Linked DNA regions of Drosophila melanogaster: region 2 is linked to region 1. The links are chromatin contacts, called in public targeted proximity ligation maps. All regions are on one chromosome and are shown on one strand. The core of a region is the stretch at or near the end of the contact, and the rest is flanking DNA. Distances in the headings are between cores, read along the strand shown. Region 1 holds the start of AdamTS-A (ADAM metallopeptidase with thrombospondin type 1 motif A). Region 2 holds the start of CG31183.

Evidence for each region.
Region 2: a targeted proximity ligation map of the Kc167 cell line shows a contact between it and region 1, with 2.7 times the contacts expected there. A contact is called at or near these places in 1 of 107 Hi-C or Micro-C datasets (pre-blastoderm embryo) and 1 of 7 datasets of targeted methods (the Kc167 cell line).

What each region holds. Positions count from the first base shown.
Region 1 is chr3R:15,473,001-15,480,101 of dm6, reverse strand. AdamTS-A (ADAM metallopeptidase with thrombospondin type 1 motif A) reads left to right here and starts at 3,909. Exons shown (of 17, transcript NM_206496.2): 1 at 3,909-5,215. The coding sequence starts at 4,814.
Region 2 is chr3R:15,872,684-15,879,784 of dm6, reverse strand. CG31183 reads left to right here and starts at 3,846. Exons shown (of 9, transcript NM_001300413.1): 1 at 3,846-4,207.

The sequences.
Region 1 (7,101 bases), core at 2,660-5,159:
TACGTTTTTGGAATCAATGAACGGAGGCATTATTCAGAAGAAATATTCATTTTGGAGTCTTATATAAAACCGATTCATATCCATTGAATGACCGGCCAGCCTGGTGTAAATGAAAATTTTCAATTGAAGTCTTTTGCAAGTGCATTAGCCACTCGAGGAGTTGCATTACTGAAAGTCGAGCGTCGTGTGTTGAACCGATTTGCGAAATGCGAATTTCTGGATCGGTTCAGGGACGGATTAGGGTCGAAATCATCTACAGATGGCGGATATCTTTCCCCGAACTAACAGACTAGCAGACAGTTCAAAGAGTCCGGATGGATAGCGGGAAATTGAGTTATGCATGCGTATGTACTTGAATTCTAGTCAATTTTTATGATCCTATGCCTTTCAGCGAGCACTCATCTTTTATGGCGATAGAGCGGTGCTAGCCATTGTACTTCTGCTACTTTTAAAATGTTTTTAATTTCAACTCACTTCAAGTCTTTTCCACATGATACCCATAAATATTTTTGCAAGGATATGATTTGCAGTTCTTAAACTCAAGGAACAGTCTGATACACTGACAAAAGTAATGGCTGCTTTAGAAATTCAATTTCAACTGTACTGAACTGATCGAAAATGTATCTGAAGGGCAAAGGGAATTTGGGTGTATATATTCGCATTTTGTTTAGTATATTTAAATTATTACCACATGGTGACTACTTTCTGTTCTTTTAAACAAATCCAAATTGGTCAGGGCTCTGACTCTGGAATCGAAAATAGTGTCTTGTCTTGATTCGGAAAGCATGTTTCCCTCTGTGCATCTATATATATATATATATATATATAAACCCCTATTAGTTTATGTTATTCGCGTTGCGTGGGTGGGTGTGGGCAAGTCTCAGGGTCAACGCACGTCGGCCGGCTCCCAGCGATCCCCATTCCCGTCCCCATCCATATCACCCCCGATTCCCATCTAGATCGGCATCAGCATCGCCATCTGCGTGTGCTGTCATGGTAGTGGCTGCTCTGTGCCGCAGTTGAATGGATGATATATGCCATACAGTTAAGTGAAATGTATCTTTGAGATACGCCACCTAGCTATGGGAGTACGAGTACAACAAATGCCTCTTACGCATGCCTCTCTATTCCTATTCCGATTTGGATGCCGGCGATTCACAATTCGATTCCTGCCGCTGATTGACAGCGGCAGTAATTGAGTTTGATTTTTGCGAATTTCCAGAATTTAGACATCATCGATGTGGGCATGGAATTGGGGGCTCTTTAAGAAAGGTTTTTGTTTAGTTAGCCCAAATATTTGATTCGATTTGATTGAGCAGCTGTCAGAGGAACTTCAAAACCTGAGCTCTCAATAATTCCGCAGGCCTGCCGATTGGATTGGATCTCGGGTCCGAACGGATCGCTGGAATGGCTGTTTCGGGTTTTCGCAAGCTTTCGATCATTCAATCAGGATCAATATTTATCAATCAAGTGTGTGGGTGAGCGCAAAAAAAAAGCGACTGAATGGAACTATCAGAGCAGAGCATAAACATATAGAAATGCCGAACCAGCTCACGCATTAGACATGCTCACCCATTATTATACATACATACGGACAGACATACGGACAGACGCAATTGACTAAGAGGCCTGCGCGTGTTGGACGCACGGACGGATAAACAGACAGTCAGTCTGACATCGAACATCTGAAGACTTCGAATTCGATAGTGATCCGTAGTCTAGGGCTCTTCACAGCCTCTCGCTTATTGATCTTCGATCCACACGAAGGCCGCCAGCGTGCAGATCGAAGTTGCACAAATGCCAGGACAAGGGGTCTGGATTGGGTATCCACCTGAAAGTGATTCTCTATCCAAATCCAAGTTGGGGCCAGTCCATCTATGCTGTTGCCATATAAGCATCAACAGCTAAACAAAAGTTTATGGCTATCTGCCCGCCTTATGATCTAAATGCGTTAATTATTAGGATGATACAATGCGATCGGAGCAGATAGCATAGATACAAAAATGGATAGACAGATAGATACATTGTGGTCAGCGGTCTCCAGTGGCTCGATCATTAGCATCTGAAAACCAGCGGCGCCTCTTTGAGCAATATTTCCTAATTTAGAACGTATGCTTTCCTACAGATCAGTATGCGATTTGCTAGACTGAGCAATTTATTAGTGACTTGGGGAGAGACTCCAGCTAGGAGTCGTTTATTTTGTTTAGTGGCTGTGTAAACATTGCTTACAGGGCATGATGATTAGTTCGGTGTAATACAAACAGCCTTCTTGGGGAACTCACTTGCCCCCTCCAGACTTTTAGGGCTATTTTGTAAGATGTTCTGTTATGGCTGCTGTTTTATGTTGGCATCATTTGGATGCCGGCTGTTTGTTGTTGATTACAAAACAAGCGTTTTGTTGCCGATTGCATGGTTGCATGGAGAACGCTCTTCCTGGAATCTTTTGAGATGTTTTTCATTAGTCCACCATTCTCGCAACATCCGTAGTATATGAATATGCATCATCGTATTTTGGAATATTTTTAAATTTTCGCCGACCTCCACGGCGGCGAAATGGATTTTTAATTTCCAACTATACTTTAATTTGGCAAACGAGCTCTGGTCTTTTAATTGATTAATTCTTATTGCTGCGTTTGATTAAAGAAAATATTTAGTATACAATAGGGTCAATTGCTACATATGGTAATTTGGCACAGAAGACATTTATGTGGAAGAGTTCTCGGCGTTCAAATAATGGAGCGAATGGCTACTATTTTTATTCACTGACGCGATCAGTAGATTGATCTTGACCCACATTGGATGGGCTGGGATCCGGCAGATGTCGCACACTCTATGCCCAAATGAGACAATATAAAGTATAAAGTATAAAGTATTGTTTATAATGATACCAATTTGAGACAAATCAGTTACACTTGCCTATCTAAACTATTACGATATGTTTGTTCAGCTTGTGTAGATTATTTAGATATATCTTTATATTTGTCGCATTTCTGAGTAAAGGCTGTCGTGTCAGTTTATTTACGTCAAAAAAAGAATTTTTTTTGATACTGATGAGCTAGTCATCATTGTACCATTCTCTGTGATCATCAACTTCCTTTTTTTCTTCCGAAATGACTTCTTCCGGAAGTGCACCACTGGTAATGCCCAGGGTCTTATCCTCTATTTCAAAAGAATTCGTATTCAAAGTTTTTAGTACTGCTCGGTGCGATTAGTAATGCATAGGCTAGTAAAATAAGTCATAAGTAAAAAGAGTTTTATTATTTACTCAAGTACATACTTACTCAAATTGGTTGGTATCACACAAGTGTGAACATGTTTACAAATTTTGATTACTTTTAAAAACTATTACTGAATAAAGCATGCAGCATAAGCCTATTTTTTTTTTTTTTAATATTTATATTATTTCATCCGAAAAGGCAGATACTCTAGATGCAAAGATTGTTACTATGCTAACACACCTTATCTTATCCGATGATAATTATGTCCACACACTTAATCCTCACATGTGCAAAAATATTGAGTAAGCAGAGGCGCACTTAAGAGAGCGTTCGAGTGCTCTTTTAAGCCGCGCTCGGCTCTCTTTTCGCCACAGCGCTCTCTGCGCAGAGAAGCCGGCTGTTCTGCGTACTGATATGATTCTGACGTATTTCTAATCTCTCTAAAACACTCCTTCGGAATCGAAATCCTAAGCCCATTCAGCAAACCCATATCCCTATACTCGTGCCTACATACGAGTATGTACATACATATGTACATATGTATGTATGTATGTTGTACAGCATATAGCTGCGAGAGAACCGCTTTTAGCTTTCGGAGCGATATATGTTCGCGATCTCAGATTGCTTGGCGGTACGGCGGAACGTCCGCTACCAACTGCTGTTCGGCGAGCAGTGTTCAGTCCGCAGCGGGAACTCAAGCGAGCCGAAACGAAACATCGCCAGATACAGATACAAATTCTCTGGTTCGCAGCATTGGTCTGGTCCATCGGCTCGTTCTCGTCCGTTTCATTTATTTGCGCGCGCGCGGTAGTATCAGACAATTGCTAAAGTTCCATTTGTAATATTAATCCAGTTGCGATTTCTAATTCGAATTTGAATACGTATTCATCCCAGTGCGCCAGTGTATTCCGTATCCTGACCAGCCATGTCGGCCAGATGGCGATAGCGATGCCGATGCCAAACGATCGGCGTGTTCTTGTGAACTCTGACATGGTGCTCAGTTGTGGGACAACCTTCGCCACCGAAAAGTTTGCAAAAATAGCCGCTGGCCGAAAGCGAAAAGAAAGCCAGCAACTCAGAATGCCAACGGTGGCCAAGTTAATGGTGCAGCTCGAAAGTGAATGCATTCGGCGCGATGTGTGAAGTTCAAGCTTAACATTGGCCAAAACCCAACCGCAACTGCGAATAAATTCTGTGATTCGGCAAAAAGATTCATCATGAGATCGTACAATGGCTCCAGTACTAAGTAGTTTATCTAGCTAATCGCAGCCATAAGTGTGAGTCGTTTTAATACCCACGAGCCGTAGTCTTTGCCTTTCTGTTCGTTCGTATTTTCGCATTTTTTGGCGGGTGCGGTGCCCACGGCAACGGAACGAGACTGTCGCATTTCAATTAACAAAATAAGCAAAAAGCCAAAGAGCCAAAGAGCCATAGAGCCAACATAAGTGTAAAGATACATATATCTACAAGATATACGTATAGCCGTATATACGCATACTGTGGATTTTGTTGCTCTTTCGCGCGCATTTTTGCACGTGCCATTTGGGATTTCGGATTTCTGAGATTGGAGATCGCTATCTTATCTGGTCATCGCCATGTCCATGCCGGATGCCGGTTCACTTAAATCGCCCGCCGGCGGCCAGGAGGTCGAGTGCCATCGCCTGCTGTCGGACCTGCCCGCCTTCGCGTATCCCAGCACCACACTGCGGTCCACAACTTCTGGTCACAGCACTGGCACGAATAGTACCACTGTCTGCGAATCTCCCGGTGCTCGGGATCGTACCTCCTTCGCGTGCTCCTCCTCTTGCGTATCATCCGCCTGCTCAGCCACCGCCTCCGATGACGACGAGGATGAGCGTGCCCTTGAGCGCTGTCTGCGTGGGACGACGGACGACCTTGGGGAGTCCGGCCTGCGGTATTCGCTGAAAGGACCACCGCCGGAGCTCTACTCGGCCAAGAAGGACTTCATCAGCAAGGGTCCGCTGCTGGGCAGACAGGTAGGTCCTAAATCCGAGCTCTACATAAGTATAAATATTTTTGGAGGCCTAGTCCGCCGCATCGAATTTCGTGGGCTGATCGAATTCGCAGACCGGGATTTTAACGATTTTTCATTTATTTGTGTTTGTATTCGTCTCTGTCTCTCTCTCTCTTTTTTTTCTACTTTATCGAAATCGGCTGGCCAAGCGAAAACCAAATTTAAGTTAATTTATTGCATTGATTCCACATCAATGTGTCGAGTTCTTTCCTTTCTTTTATAATTTCGGTTGATTTGCCGATATTTTGGTGTGCTCGTCTCGTTTTGTATGCCGCATTGTTTTATTTCGTTTCATTTCATTTCATTTCATTTTTTTTTTTGTTTTGTTGCTTTTGCCGCCACTCTGGCTCTCTATTCGATTTTGATTAAATACCACTGGCGACACAAAGAAAGCGACAACCAAAGCGTTGACCACCGCATTTGAATTCACACGCCTCACTGGCCACGAAGCACCGCGCACGCGGCAGCGGAAATGTGAATCTGGATCCCAAGTTGGATCCACGATAGGATTCTCGGCAACCTCACCGTTCGACAGCTTCAAACAGACTGAAGATGGCAACGTGTTCGAAGCACTTCGATCCAAATGCGCCAGAGCGCCTCCACGAAGTGCATTCATATATCAAGCAATCTGGTCATCAAACTATTCCTTTTGGTTTGGGTTTGCAGCTCCCACTTCTTTAGCTGACTCATAATCCATCCATTTGCGTCACACAGGGTCTGCTGATGTATGTCGGACGTGTGTTTCCGCCAGGTTGCCACTATCTTGCTCTAGCTCTGCAGCAACAATTTTCGGGAAAGCGAAAGATTCTGCAGCATCGGGAGCACATGTCCCACAGGAGATAAGAACATAAAAGATATCTAATAGAGATAAAGAACAAAGACGCCCCTGTCTGGATGTCACTGATATTCCATATTCCAGACAGGATTGGGTACGAACTTTTTTTTGCCCATTAGTGCGAGGCAGACGACGAATTAAGATGCAAATTTCGATAAACATTTTCAAGTTCGGTTTAAGGAAATGGTATTGCAGTTACACACGACCTGGGTGGAAACAGCACATAACTACGATTTACAGAGCTCAACAAGGTGTGAAAAGCGTTTGTTTCGGGACGTGACAACAACGTGAATGGAAACATGCCTAAATCACGGCTTACTGGCTAACTGGCAAGCTGGCTAACTGGCTAACTGGCTAGCTGGCTTACAGGCCATTAGAATTTTATCAACGTCCGCCTGGCGGGCAATGTAAAATGTGAAAAACGACACGATCCCCCGGTCCATGAATACATAATAATGCATAATAATGTTGGGTGCGCGAGTGGTGAAGTCTGTAGGCCCAACTGCCACTGATAACGGGCCATGTGTGGCAACGTAACCCCCTCGGGATCGAATGGGAATAGGATGTACTGTCTATTTGGGTTGTATGTATAAACTCGTATGCACATCGCTTGGCATTTTAGAAGCACATGAGTAATTGTGACATATTCAGTGCGGTGCGACTCGATTCACTCGCTGTTGTGAATGTTTCGAAAATAGATTTTCTAGTTTTTCGCGTGGCGCCTAGAATCTGAGAAGTCGGGAAATACATGCATGTAAGTAAGGCTGCGCCGTCCAATTTGTATTTCGACAATAAAATTTTCACAATGTGTAGAATTTGAATATTTATTTTCTTGCTTTTTGTTTCTGTTTCGCGTTTTGTCTTTTTTTTTTATTTATTTATTTAGTTTTTTTTTTTGAGTCGTACGTCGTCGCTTTGCGCGTGTTTCTCTGTTCTCTTTTTTCAATTTATTTCGTCTACTTTAAATAAAAACAAAAAAATATGCTAGTTTCGGAAAACCGAAACTTATACAC
Region 2 (7,101 bases), core at 2,597-5,096, 400 kb before region 1:
CAGTCGCAGTGCATCATTAACAGCACTGAGCTGGGTAATAATGCCGACAACAGATGTGGCCATCGCTCACCCCTCCCATTGGCGTCCAGAATCAAATTTGGCCAAAACTAACGAAGTGTGAACTCACTGCAGTCAAATTGAGTTTTCTCCAACGAAGTTCCCACACTTAATTTAATCTTGAAGGGTAACAACTAAGTTTGTATTTATTTTATTGAAGCGGTTTATAACAAGTTGTTTGGGAAAGTCTTGAAACGATATAGTAAATCAAATATATGCATATATTTTTAAATTAGCATCTCAAACTTAACAAAAACTAATTTCATTGGTTTATTAAGATGCAAAAGTTTATGGTTTCTTAAACATTTTATAACTGCAAGAGACAAAGTTTATCCTTCTTCTAGTTTCGGATGCTTCCTGCACTGCAGGGTATTAAAAAGTCATATTTTTGAGCCATTTTGGGGATTTTGGCTATAGTTTGCAATGCTGATATGCGGTTGGCACAGTGGCAACTGCCACCAACCACCACAGAGACAAGCTGATAGAACTGACACACACAGGGCTAAGCTGGAAAATAGTCACACCCACTAGCGAAAGCGGAAAACCCAAAGGGATCAAGTGACAGAGGGAAGAGAATGATGGAGAATTCACTTTTGTGCCGGATGATTGCGCCTAAGGATGCGCTGAATTTTTCCTTCGAATTTACTCAGCTCGTTTAGAGCCAAAGTTTTGATACCTCGCCACCCTTCGCTGCACTGCACTGGGTTAGTGCCCGGAAAAGTTTTTGTAAAGTTTGCGTAAAGGATGCGGCAACCTTTAGCTCGAACATGCAAATAGAATTAATTATAAATGTCTTCCATTGTTTCGCTTTCCATCCAATAAGGTCTTAGCTCGTTAGGTCGCTCAAAGGCTCAAGTATGCCGTAATTACGTGGCCCAGTAACCGGATGTTTAGGGAAATAGTCTAACTCTAATAGTACTAATTGAACAAAGGAAGCCAGAAGATCCCACCTGGGAGCTGGCACATTTATAAGTGCCCGTCTGGGCTCGATTTAATTGTTCAGACAATTAAATCTGTAAAACACAGTCACATCACTTGGCTGTCTCGTCTGTCATATGCAGGATTTCACACACCGGCCGGAATCCGTAGAACAATTGCTCCAGACACAGCAACGCCCACACTTGGCTTGCGATAAAATGTGTGTTAGACATCGACTCTTAAAAGAGTTGTTTGTGAGATTTCCCAGTCCTTCGGCCATTTACTACGGAATCCCGTTGATTGCAGTTATTGGAAAATGTGAGGAATACTCATATGCGGGTCATAAAAGGGTCATAAACGCACACAATGTCTTAAATATTGAAAATATTAACCGTCTATCGAGTATACAAATATTTTCATAAATTACTGCTACATTTTTGATTTTATATTTACTTAACTTGAAGAGCAATCGATAATTAGTCAGCAGGGTGTTGTGACACTTTCAAAAGTGAAATAACGCCCATGGGTCTTTTGAATCAAAAATGGGTGGCACATCGGCCATGAGCATTATAACAACAGGCGTTAAGACACGTACCCTATGATTTACATATTACAACTTTTTCCTTACGTTGTGAGGAACTTTTAAGGATAATTAGAGGAATACATTCTTTAAAATTACTTTGTGTGATTACTTATGTTTTTTTGCACACCTTTTTATTTTAAGGATTATTTTAAAGGGTATTGCATATTCAGCTAGTAAGGCTCGTTTTTGCTGCTGTTATAGACATTCCGGGACTTGTTTGTTGTTTTCATTTACAGTCATTGCTCGAAGCGTTCCACACACGCACACAAAGGCATGCAGACACAATGACACGCGGATGCACATGCACATTCGCATTTAAGCAGAGCTACAGGCGTGCCGCATATTGAATGGTGACAACGCGGCGTATACGCAATGCAATAAGCGGGAAGAAGCAGGATACAGCGCGGCATTAAGTCGCTTTACTTATTAATTTCAATAAGAATAATGCTTAAAGAATCGATTCAATTTCCCTTCAATGTTTACATGCTGCGCGGCAGAAGTGCAATAGTGTGTTGTGGCTTTGTCCCTTAAGCCATTCATTGTGCTCTTTTTCCGGTCGTGTCCTTGTCCGGAGCAATCAACATTGGCATTCTTTGGCTTGCCCTCTGCTCAACGGCATTCACGCAGGACGCTTTCCGTTTTTTTTTTTTTACCATTCATTCTTTGTCGTCGGCAGCCATTTCCATTCGCCGGAAGGAAGAGGGACACTCGACGGCAGTGGACAGAGGCATGCTTAACATTTTTACCATGCAACTTCATTTGACTCATTTGCGCTTTATTGACAATTTATATGGATTGTCGAGCTGCCTGCAACGTCAGGGAAATGTTAATGTAAAAAGCCTCGCTGAAAATAAAAATGAGCGCCAAGTGGCTGGCAGAAATGAATAGGAATTTAATTTAATTTCCATTTTCTATAGGAGCAACTGAATCCATAGCGAGCCATAAAAGCCATAGCGGGCTTAAGTCGCCTACACATCCATCAATGGCATCGATCCCGGAATCAAAAAAAAAAAAAAAAGATTTTCTTTTGATAGTCGTTAGCTGCTTATCTTTTCGAGGAGCCAACAATCCATCCGATTGACAGCCTAAACAGGAAATTGCAGTAGCGACCGGCATTGCAATTGATGCGTGGCCGGAAGAATCTAATTTATGTCCTTTCAACTGACAGGATGAGTGCCACCATTGCTTATGCACAAAGCAATCCTTTTTACGAGCTTCAGCTCGTGTAGCAGCTGGCTTAACCCGAAAATTGCTGGCACTGCTAACTCGAATGTATGGCAAACAATTATGGAAAAGTAAACCCTAGCGCACTCACACAAAAAATGCACACTGCTATAGATAAAGTGATGGGCAACAAGTGCATTTCATTCGCACCCATCTCTTCCGAAAATTCTGTCTCATCCCGGTGATTTATTAAGTTTAAGTGCTGGAAACGGGCTGCAGGAGGTGGCAAGGCAGAGATAAAATTGAAATATGAAAGCTGCCGACCAAAGTAACCCGGTGTCCAACACTTCATGCGTACCACGCTGCGTATGCGTATTATCCATCCATCCCATGTATGCGTGTGTAATCTAAGCCAAAACAGAACAGGACGACAGGGACCAAGGACACTAGGCAAGCAGGCAAGCAGACGAGCAGACGAGCAAAGGAGTGTGCCTGGTTCGTAGTTGAAATTCAAATTGGATTTGCGAATGTAATGGACAACGGGCAGGAATAAATGTACATACATACATGCATGCATTCCGGCGAGAGTTCAGAGTTCTGAGCGAAGAGCCAACAGCTTTTAGGTTGAACACATGCGAGCTCCCAAGACTCATTCTTGATTATGATTTATTATTCATCTGCGATCGAAAACAGTCATGAATTGATTTTCAAAAGTAACACACAGTAGCCAAGAGAAAAAGGTGGCTGGAAAATATGGTTTTACTCTATTGTTCTCATAGAGAAGACATGGGCTAAAATAGCTACCTTTAGGTAGTATCTATTTAATAAATCATTTCAAGTCACTGTTATTTCAAAGGTAGATAACCAGTTTCGATAAAACAGATTTTAAGTCTCCTCTGGTGTGCATTTAAGAAAAATTTCAAAAGTTGAATGCTTGCTTAGGTAATTGTTCAGAAAATAGATAAAATATCTCAAATGTATAAAATTCGGAAGTCTTATCTGGAGTGTATTTTGCATTATTTATTACTTTTTTGATAATGATACATACCATATTCTTTGCTTTGTCGCTCGTCAAGCTTAAATTGTTGATAAAATTCGGAATTAAATAAAACTTTTTTATTTTAATATATGTAGCTGTAGCAGAAACAGATCAGGTACGCAGCAGCCGGCGTCGCTGCCGCGGTCGCAGTTCTGCCGCAGTCACCGCCAACGCCGCCGCCGACTGCTGCGTTCAACTTGAGCGGCGGAATCGCCGACGACCGCCTGCCTGCGAATCCGATTTGGATTCGGATTCGGATGCGGGCGTTCAGTTCGGTTTGGCGAGTCGAGCGTGTGCGAAGCGCTCAGAAAACTGCGCACGGAACGCAGCGAAAGTTCGACGGGAAAATCTGTGGCAAGCGGCGCGTTTTCCAAAATTCGCAAATACTCAGTGTTTTGAGTGCTACGCAACTTTTGCGATTCTCGGCTGCATAATTATTTTACACTGTATGCTCAATGGTATTGGCTTTTCGATAGCAGCTGTACAAAATAACAACAAACGCGATAAGATAAAAAGCGCATAATTAAAAGTAAATAACTAAGGCACAATTGGATCTTGAGAAATGTGCAGCCGCAGCAAGCAAGATATAAATAATAATGTTTAAAAAAAAGTGAAATTGAAATTGAATTGAGTGAATCCAAGTGCTTGAACCATGTTCACAATTAACACATGGGTCGCATCGATATCAATGTTAATCAATAAGCCGAACACCTTTCGGACTGACCGACCAATCTAGTTGGATTTGTTTTCCCAATATTTATGGAATTGCATTCATTTGTTTGTCATTGTGGATTTGTTTACCATTTCAGTTTACTATGCCAACAAATAATGTTGATTAATCGAACAAGCTGGCCACAGCTATACACACTAAATTCTAAATTAATTTATCCATGGCAAAATGCACTATTCATTGAATGAATTGAGTGCTAGAATTTAATTGATCGTACATTTAAACGGCTACTAGAAACGAATTCGGTTTGTGATAATTTAAATTCCATCTGATTTGTTTGCCATCTTCTTAATGTTTGTAATTGTGTGACGAGCAAACAAAATACGTTGCCAGCAAACTCCAGTCGCAGTAGCCAAACGTGTTTGCTACTGCAAAACAAAATTTGTTGGTTGGCTCACAACCTGCATGTTTTATTTGGTTTATGTACTTTTCGAATCGTTTTTCAAATCCGATTCGTTTAATTGCTATGGCCCGGACTTAAATATTGCACTTAAAAAGAACCACGCAAAGTGCAAAATTGTTTAAGCTATCGATGCGAGTGAACATATCCCAAGGGGATATGCCCACCTCACCCCCCTTTTGGGGCAGGGAAGTTAACTCGACAGTGCTGACAGACGTGTTGAACTTGAAATACAATTTGTAAAATATTTGCCGCTGATGTTGCCAAGCGAGAATGGGTTGCTTTACAAATTGTTAGGCGTTACGACGGTTTATTCTGCTGGCGGAAATGCTCTAAACGAGAATAAACGTATTCACATTTTTCTAAACGCTTTTAGGGAACTCAGAAATTTCGGGAAAAAGAAAAGATTTAAAGCTTAAAGGTATAATAAATTATTAATGCCTTTATATATATATTTCTTTTCAAACTGATTTTTGAAATCTTAAGTATAAATAATTAAAATTGTTAAACTAATTCACACCACCCACCATAGTCTCTGCACTTAATAGTCTCAGATTCTGCAGAGTATCTTTCAATTAAAAAAAAAAAATATCTCAACTGGAACATTTCAAAGCCCGGTTTCCGCCAAATGTTTTTCGATTTCTAAATTGAATATTCAGCATTGCTCACATTTTGTTTTCATTTACACCGTTTTGTTTTGGTTTTTTCGTTTGCGTGAATTTTCACAGCATGAAAAGGGCGATGTGCAAATAAACGTTCTGAGCAAATATTTGTATAGAGTTTCCTTGTAAATGGAACACTTCCAGCTGGCACATTGCTCATTCACAATGAGCAATTAAACGCCTACGAAAAGTGCACTTAATTTATGCTCACCCAGCCACTTTGCGGCGACACTCAGTCACGTGTCTCTGGTGTCTGCGGTGAATCAAAACATGTTAATGGCTAATTCCGTTGATTGATAATCACATAGCTGTTGTGATACAAATGAGTACAGTAATCGCTGAAATGGATATTGCGCTCGTGGGATAATTAGTAATCAACTAATGATCAGCTAACACTCTTTAGAATCGTATTTTCAAATAATCATATGTGCTTTTTACTAAATCTTGAGAACAATTCCACGACAATTACGCCTTCGATTACCTAACTATGGATATTACGCGACGTTCAATTGTGTTTTCATTCTTTTCTAGTAGAGCTAAAAATATAAAAATACTCACAAAATATGCAGCTCATATTTCTCGCACCAAGAAAGAACAAACCAAAACAATCCAATCAGCTTGGCAAGCACAAAATCCACCGAGTAGAAACCAAAACAAAAATATTAGTCAACAAATAAAGAGAGTAGTAATGACCGCGAAGAAGGCTATTAAGTTAAGATATAAAAATCGACTAATTAATACCCTAGCACCACATTTGTGACAATTGACACAAGTCAACATCAAACTGGTTTCATTTGATCAAAACTTAGGCATGAATGAATATTTCAATCTGGCCCGATGAATAAATCCATAAATAACCATCAGAACTAATTTTTTAATTAGCCAAATGATCGATTTAACGACACTTAACGGTTCCAAATTGTCAGCTTTTTAAAATGGAAAGCAAAGCAGTGTCGATTTATTTGCATAGTTTCAGCTACGAAAAGTAATTAAGAAACATGAACCGAGGCGATGACAGCAAAAATGCCAAGGGAACGGGGGAATACGGCACTAAACGTGGGGCTTACGCTCCAAAAATAGCCACAACAATGCGACAGGTGACGTTTGACTGGCTGCCAAGCTGTTGACCAGTTGACCAGTTAAACAACCTATTAATAAAGCGTGAACTTCATTAGTCAGAGGCGAGGGAAACAAATGAGTGAATTAGCATAAGCCGGTGAACAGCTGGGTAGTAGACTGATACCCATCGCGGCTTGGAGCCAATGAAATGGGTGAATTACAGATTAAAACCTCATAAATCATTCGACTCAATCAGAGACCCAGGGGCTAACGGAATCGAGGGAATCTGTTCTACAGAGAAAATAACAGATCATGATCTAAGTACCAACTTGTAATATCTTAAAGATATTTAACCTAACAAGGGCATTGTTGTAGCAGCCAAACTTAAAGATATATTCCTATGACTCAAATTTATCAAATATATCTTAGTATTTAGTATCTCACTTCTATTTTTTTATCGTGCATCGATTGCTACCTAAATGAAGTATG